Linked DNA regions of Mus musculus: region 2 is linked to region 1. A link is a contact called in public Hi-C data. All regions are on one chromosome and are shown on one strand. The core of a region is the stretch at or near the end of the contact, and the rest is flanking DNA. Distances in the headings are between cores, read along the strand shown. Region 1 overlaps Cers6 (ceramide synthase 6). Region 2 overlaps Cers6 (ceramide synthase 6).

Region 1 (3,983 bases), core at 1,397-3,896:
TCATCCTTTTAAAGGTTTACGATGACGTAATTGTGTACTACCAAAACGCAAGCTCCATAAGCATAGAAAACCTTTACTATCCTTTTCACTGGTGCCTATATGATAAAATGACTTATAAAGGTTTCTGTATACGTGAATATTTAAAAAGAAAGGTTGCCTCTTCCTTTTAATTTAAATGACTTATCTACTCACTGGCTCAAGCCCACAGGAGCAGTATGTAAAATTATCACTCCTTCCTCCCCCTTCTTTGTGTTCCCCACCCAACACTTGTCAACAATATAATCTTTCTTGGAGTTTGCTTTTGTACTATTAAATAGGCTTCTCCTGCCCTCTGATTTGCCAGCATTAGCTGATCTACCGCCCCCAACTACTAAGCGATTCTGCAACCAGAGACTTCCCATCAGCTTCTCCTCAGTTCAAGTTAGTTATCCTTTTTAAACTTCAAGAACTCACAACTTCAACATTCTGTTCTGACACCATCCCTCACATTTCTTCATTTCTTTAGTTTTACAGTTTAAATATATTCAAAACTCACAAACTTTCCCAGTAATCTTGTATAATCTTCTGGTTAGCTAAAATATATGACAACAATCTCCTTAAGATGGAAAAAAAAAATGAGGACAAATTTTAGAGAATCTGTCTACAATTTTTATACAAGAATTAATTTATTATCTGTGCGGGGAGGAGGAGGAGAAGGGAGAGAGGGAGTGGGAAAAAGAGAGGTGAAGAGAGAGCTCACACATGTGTTTGTATGTACTTGAGCAAGTGCCTGAAGATGCCCACATAGAACAGAAGGATATCAGATCCCTAGGACTGGAGTTATAGGTGTTTATGACTCACTTGCCATGAGTGCTGGGAACTGAACGCTGGTCCTCTGGAAGAGCAGCAAGCACTCAACCACTGAGCCACTTTTCTAGCTCCTGACTCCAGCTGTGACTGGAGAAAAGGGGGATCAGTAGCGCCCCCCCCCCTTGGCAGAGCCATCACTCCTTTCCCATCTGCAAGGGATCTGGGGAGGTACTAGAGTACACAGGAAGTAAAGGGTTAAGTGAAATTGGGACTCCATTATGCACTTTGCATGCAGCTGTCACCACAGTCTGTGGAACTAGATGGTGATTCAGATATTGGTGTATCACACAGACTCTTGTGAGAAACTCCTCTCCTATGCTCTCTGCTGGAAGACCAATAAGATCACTGGTAACACCATGCTAATCTTTGGTAAAATAGTACTTCTGTTGGACACTGGTGCCCATCTGAGGTCAAGAGACATTTTTTTGTGTCTCCCTCAGAAAAGGTAATCAACAACATAAAATGTCGCTTCATAACTGCTACATATTTTACCCTCATAGCTTTAGAACCAATTTAAATAGGAAATTCAAATTAAAAATATAATGAGATAAGGGGATAAAACCAGTTAAAAGACAGACACTCAAAAATAATCATTGGGGAAAAATAATCACTTGGTGTATTTAAATGGACTAAGAGCCATTAATAACTCTAGGTCTTTTGGCTCCATTCCCAAACTTCAGAATCTGAATCTGTGAAGATACAATGTAGCAGCGTGTGCACTCCTCAGAAGAGTGATGCAATGAGAGTGTGGAAACAGGCTGAAATAGATGCTGTATCATTCACTAAATGCTCTGTGTGTGTGTGTGTGTGTGTGTGTGTGTGCACGCGCGTGTGCATGCATGCTGTGTTGTTGTTGATTTAGTTAATCCTCATGAAAGCCTGTGAGTTTATTATTTGGAGATTTCTAAGGTCTCCAAAGGTTAAAAAAAAAATTGCTGAAGGCCAAACTTTAGTAAGGAAAAGGTAGCGTGCCAACTTACAGACTCAGGTCTGTCTCAGGTCCTACCAGGGTCCTAATTATTTCCTCATGTTTCTATGGTGTTTAGAATGTGATAGATTTCCCTTTAAGGTGGGAGGTAGGTTCTCCACAGTATTTTATATGACAGATTTTATCTGTAGAGCAGAGGAAGGAGAGAGAGAAAAAAGAGAGACAGATGTTATGACAAGAGAAGAAACTGATGAAGAATGTCATGACTTATATCCATCAGCTGATGTCAGAGGTAAGAGTGACCTGAGCAGAGAAGATGAGCAGTACTGTCACACAGAGCAGGGGGTCACATTCTAAAGGGAGGTTAATGCTCTATGGCTTATATTTTAAAAGTCTACACCATTTTTCAAATGTAATGTGTTCTTGCAAGTCAAATCTAACAGAAGCAATGACCATGTGCAAGCATGCCAAGAGTCTGGGCTCATACAGAAGTCCCACATAGGCATTTATTGTCCCCTTTCCATCTCCTGCCCCCCCCCCCAGGATCCACCTATCCCATTTCCTCTGTCCCCTACCTACTTATAACTACTGCCTTCAGATCCCCAGAAGGGTCATGGGAAACAAGGGTGGAGCAGAGAAATGTGAGATGTGAGATAGGCTTTGTTTCTCGCTGAGGTTTTCTGGTATGGGGCTGGGCTGCTACCTCTGTGCTTCATTCATGGGTGACTCAGCTAAGGTGACTCTTGCCTACTTGCAATCTTGTAGCAGAGACTGAGATGCTTTTAGAGGCCATCTATCCATCATGTGTGGGCGATGAGCCTGTAGTTGGGAGAGAGGCCTGTCTGAACTTTGCCCCCAGTGCCAAGGCACAGTGTGTCCAACAGTAGCTGGAGGAAAGGGGAATCTGACAGCCAGCAAGCTATGTTTGTACTTAGTCATACAGCCTCCCCAGGCATTTTTGAGGCTGTGTACTTGTTCCATCAATATCTCCTGCCTACAGACACTACAGAACAAACAACATGGCTCAGCAGGGCTGGGAATGTGGCTCTTCTCCAGCATTTGTAATGGCCTGGATTAGATCTTTAATGTTGGGAGAAAAACTAAGGAACCTAATAGGAGTGAAATTTCACTTCAGGAAGGTAAACTTCATGGAAAAGTATCATTTTAAAGAGGCCAGAGAAAATGCCTGTAGACTTTTAGCAGACATGAAGGCAAGCAACAAAACAAAGAGAGCTGCCTGGGCATCTGTACTCAGAGCTGCAAGCCGAGAGTCTGAGTACTAACGCCAGCCCCACAAACACCAGAAGGAAACATCATTTGTGTAAGACTGTCAAATTACAGCTTCAGCAGCAGCACTGAATACTTGAAAGAGGACAAAGGAACCATCTGATACAGAAACACAGAGAGCAATGTTCCATTTCTCCTGTTTCCTGGTTTCTCATCCAGCCAAGGGTGAGCAAAGAGAGAAGAAGGACTAAGAAGCAGCTGGATGGGCTCTGCATTGGTTTGTCTCCTTTTCTTCCTGCTTCAGTTCAAGGGCCCCTGGTGTTTTCTTCCTCCTCTCTGTGCTTAAGTATGTGTCGGTCACTTGTCTCCCCCTTCCTCTCTTTTCTCTTCTTCCTGCTCTTCATTTAGACACCCTGGAGACTGAATGTCCCATCTCTTCGTTCATTCTCCGCTGTGAGTCTATCCCTTCTGGTCTGACTCTGCTGACCTAATTCCTTCCTTTGACCTTTCACTGTCTTCCATGTTTAGTCTATCACGGCCTCTGGGACATACGGCTGGCAGGCACTACATGCCATCAGGTCCCAGTTCTCACATAGGTCCACACCACACTGTAAGCTCTGCCGGGTAGTCCCCGCCCAGCCCTTATCTGCATGCTTCATGTCGCCTGAGACTGACAAAGGCACTGGATTGGACAGACCTCTATCTAATCAAGACCTTTCCATGGTCTAGCTTGTAAAATCGGCAACCAAGAGGCCACACACACCCTTTATCTATTGTTTACACTTTGGGCCAATTATAGCAGGTACAATCTCTCCAAGGACTTACTGTCCAATGGGAAACAAAGTTGCCTGTCAGAACCCAGGAGAGAAAGGATGGGATGGCTGCTTTGTGGTGGTGGAGAAACATAAGGACCCGGCAGACACATACCTTTGTTATAGCAGTGAAAACCTTTTCCAGAATGGCATTTGGCTGGGCAGTT
Region 2 (3,949 bases), core at 1,079-3,578, 130 kb before region 1:
TGCCGCTGCTCAGAGGCAGCCATAGCAGAGGGCTGGTTTCCATTATAGTCCTATCTATACGAACAGGAAAGGCGGAGATAATGGTCTTCTTTAACATTTGTGCTTTAGAAGGTCTTAGACACAGTCCAATCCCTCACAATCGCCTGTTACTCACATCCTGTCACCCAGCACGTATCTTTGAGTAGGCACTGAGTTTGATCCAAATAACTGTGCTTTTAAAAGCTGTCCATTTGGATTGTGTCTGCACAGGGAGGAGAGTTTCCATCCTCCCGTTCGTTACTGCTGGAAATGATAGTGTGCTTGCAGACACAATGGCTCACAGAATATTAGGCTTCAGGTTGACGATGTTTCCCAAACCGTCTTCCGCAGGAGAAATCATGTGAGAGCCTGGGCTCCATGGTTGGCCTTTGGGTTAGTGCTTGATTGCAAGCACCAGAAGCGCCCTGGCCTCAGCAGTGACCCAAACCACCTGTAATGTCATTTTGTCTCTTGACAGAATCGCTCGTCCTCAAGAGTTCCCTCTGTGTTCCTCGGCGTTTCCCACAGACCCCACCATCTTGTTAGTGGTTCCTCACATGTTATCAGAGACAAGAAAAAAAGGAACCAGATGTGGTTTTGACCCAAATTCCAGTAGAAAAACTCTGAAATAAAAGAATTCAAGGATAAGCCATCCATTATAATGGCAAAACTTAGTAAGACAGAGTCCCCCCACTGTTTTTTGTTTGTTTGTTTGGTTTGGTTTGGTTTGTTTGGTTTGGTTTGTTTTGGTTTTTCAAGACAGGGTTTCTCTGTATAGCCCTGGCTGTCCTGGAACTCACTCTGTAGACCAGGCTGGCCTCAAACTCAGAAATCCTCCTGTCTCTGCCTCCCAAGTGCTGGGATTAAAGGCATGTGCCACCATGCCTGGCTCGAGTCCCCCACTATTAAAAAACAAAACAAAACAAAACAAAACAAAACAAAACAAAACAAAACAAAACAAAATAAAACGAACCAGAACCTTTACTTCTCTAGGGGAATTTTATAAACAACAAAGTATTAGCACAACAAAGCCAAAGAGATAATCACTCACTAAGACATATGTGCCAGATTCTAGATAACACAGCTCCCTCCAAGTTTACTATGTTAGAGTCTTTGAAATGTTATCTTCTACCTTGTAAAGGGACCACAAATTCATCTCAATGTACCTGCCTTTATTAAGATAAAATTACATCATAAAAAGCTACACCATACACATATACTCCTTCTATGTGTAAGAAATTTTTCCTTAAATTTTTATTTGGAATGAACTGAATGAAAAAAGTATTATTGAGCTACCTCAAAAAAAAGGAGTAAGGCTTCTGAGATTCTAACTAGGGCTGGGACAAACATTCATAGACAGCGAAGATCGTAAATACTTCTAAAAATCAAGACAGTAGAAAAGACTTTGCTCAGATGCAAAGAAAATGTATGTTGTCTTGAATTTAATAAAGTTAATACATATAAATAATAACTTGTAATTTTGCTCAAAGAATAGCAATTAGGTACTTACGACCCATTTAACAGATTTCTAAGACTCCTAGAAACAGGACAACAGCAGAGTTTGCAATTGACATTGTATGATTTCTCTATCTCTGTTTCCCTCTCTTCCTCTTCCCTCTCCCCACTCTTCCGCCTCTTCCTTTCCTTCAAGGCTCATAAGTTATTCTACTTCAAAGCAGAGATAGAGAAACTGTCAGAATTGTGGTTATGAATAAAGTTTTATTAAAACCCTAACTGCACCCACTTGTTTCCTTTCTGTCTTACATGGCTTTCTTGCTCTGGTAGCACACTTGAAAAACTGCAACAGAAAGCACCTACAACTTTACAACACTACCTGGTCCTTACAGTAAAGTTTGATGACCCTTGTTTTAGAATCATGCCAAAGGGCATCATGTGAGAAACTCAGTTATGCAACGCAGCAGGTTTGTAGTCTCTGCCTTACTTGATTCTGGCAAAGGATATGTAAGAGGTTAATTTTCACAGCTCTTCTGAAGCAATCCAAACCAATTTAATACTGCTCATGAAATTCATATAAACCATAAGGAGCTCTGAAAGGCACCCTCATCAAAGGTCATGATCGATTATAACTACAACTTCTAGACAACTGAAAGGCCAGCAATGGCTTCTCCAGCTTCTAAAAGCAGGAGCGGTGTGTCCAGATTGGCCAGCATTTTCTCTGTTGCTAGAAGCACCATTATTTTATGGCTTCTGGAAAAAGATATAAATGAGGCAGGGAACTGCTGTGTAAGGGCTGTTCACCCGATCTTTCTCCTGTACAACATTTATGGTGCCCTTTCAAGATTGAGAACTCATAATCTTGTCCGCTGTGGATTAGTTAATATTTAATCTTTAATTGATTTTTTATTACATTAGAAAGGAGCACAATAAAATGTTATTTGTGCCAACAGAAACAGTATGATAGTGCTACCAATCACTTCTGGAGGGGGTAGTCAGAACATGGTGCTAGTTTGCAGTGTTCTGAGCCAGTCTTCAGTCTTCCACCTCTCTCCATCCAAGCAAGCTCTCAAACCCTCTGATTTCAAATGCCATCAGTGTGTTTATTCAAACACACATATGCCATTTTTCTCACAAGTTGTCTACATGCAACTACCTGGTCTTTATAATGGACTCTCTAGGTTCTGTTTAAATCACCCTTGACCTGGCCATATTAGTTTGCATGAATTTAAATGAGAAAAGGTCACTTCTGAGGTATTAAAAATATAGTTTATGTAAGTCTGAAGAACTCCATTAGTTCACAAATGAATCTCTCCATTTTCTGCAAAGGTCCCTATAAGAGCTCAACCACAAAGCCCATCTAACCTGAAAGCATCCAACACCATCAGTAGGGGGCAGACTGTGCTCAACTAAAATCAGAGCTACTTGATGGGACTCCAGCCAGCATCTTCATAGGTACTCCCAAAGTCTTGAGGCCCAATGACAATGAACAATCAGAGACTCAATTTTGTGCTTCACATAGAGGGTGGAGAATATCTTCTCCAGGCTAAACAGTTGGGGATGGTGCTGTAAGCTGTTGGGCAGAGTTCAGGGGAGCTCTTATAGTTAGCAACCATATCTTCTTCTTGTTCCTCTTCCTTCAGCCATCCCAGTACCTGCTCCTACACCTGAATTCTAGCTGTGGCATTTCCTCAAAGCTGGCGTAGAAAGTATGCATATTTCCTCTTTCTAAACCCCACATTTGCAATGAATACCTAGCAAACGCCTAAGTACCTTCTAATTTGACTACTAATTTTCATGTGCAGAAGCTCCGAAGCTGTGATGTCTTCCTGATGGCAGCTCCATAAAACAATATTCAGAGCTCTCTCTCTCTCTCTCTCTCTCTCTCTCTCTCTTTTTTTTTTTTTAGATGGGAGCTGAGGCACCTAGACATCAAGTTCTCCAAAGTCACATTGTGACAATGGGCTAGAGCCAGTTCCATGCAGTCTGGAGTTCAGGCTGGTGAATATCCTACTCCTAGCTTCTCAGGGACAAATATAAGGGGAAGGGTGACTGTAAAGAGGCAGAGGTGTTGGTTAGGAGAAACCATCAGGTGAGGGACAAACAGAACAAGGACTGTCCCTGGGAGATGACAAGGGCATTGTGAGAGCCAGGCTGCAAGGAGTGGCCTTGGGCCTGAGGCACAGTGCTTCCAGGGAGATCAAAGCCCCAAGCATGGCTTGTTGGTATTTATAAGGATAGGGGCTGAATGGGGTCATTAGTCCAGGATAGTTAGAACTACAATGACCCAGAGTGGAGATTTTTCTGGCTCTCTAGAATGACTTGAGAGGAATTCCCCCAGAAGACCAAATAACAACTTCCAATTGAAGAGAATATCATAAGGAACAGAAGATTCTCCCACACCCAGGGAGGCAGACATCTAGCTGAGGCCCAAGACTTAGGATATACAGTCCCAGGTATGGGTCCTTGGGCAATA

What was found. Hi-C and Micro-C count contacts between places; a contact is called where the count stands out from the background.
Region 2: a Hi-C map of liver shows a contact between it and region 1, with 1.8 times the contacts expected there. The contact joins two enhancer-like sites. A contact is called at or near these places in 1 of 484 Hi-C or Micro-C datasets (liver) and 3 of 9 other capture datasets (adipose tissue, liver and pancreatic islet).

What each region holds. Positions count from the first base shown.
Region 1 is chr2:68,934,569-68,938,551 of GRCm38.p6, reverse strand. Cers6 (ceramide synthase 6) reads right to left here. Exons shown (of 10, transcript NM_172856.4): 2 at 3,932-3,983. Among named protein-coding and RNA genes, the nearest start is that of Gm52515, 32 kb to the left of the region's middle. Within about 2 kb of position 2,646, at least 95 of the 459 cell types and tissues checked have an H3K27ac peak or open chromatin away from gene starts, as enhancers often do. A contact at or near this core is called in liver, where this site is marked.
Region 2 is chr2:69,060,435-69,064,383 of GRCm38.p6, reverse strand. All of the region lies in intron 6 of Cers6 (ceramide synthase 6), which reads right to left. Among named protein-coding and RNA genes, the nearest start is that of Gm39840, 68 kb to the left of the region's middle. Within about 2 kb of position 2,328, at least 14 of the 459 cell types and tissues checked have an H3K27ac peak or open chromatin away from gene starts, as enhancers often do. A contact at or near this core is called in liver, where this site is marked.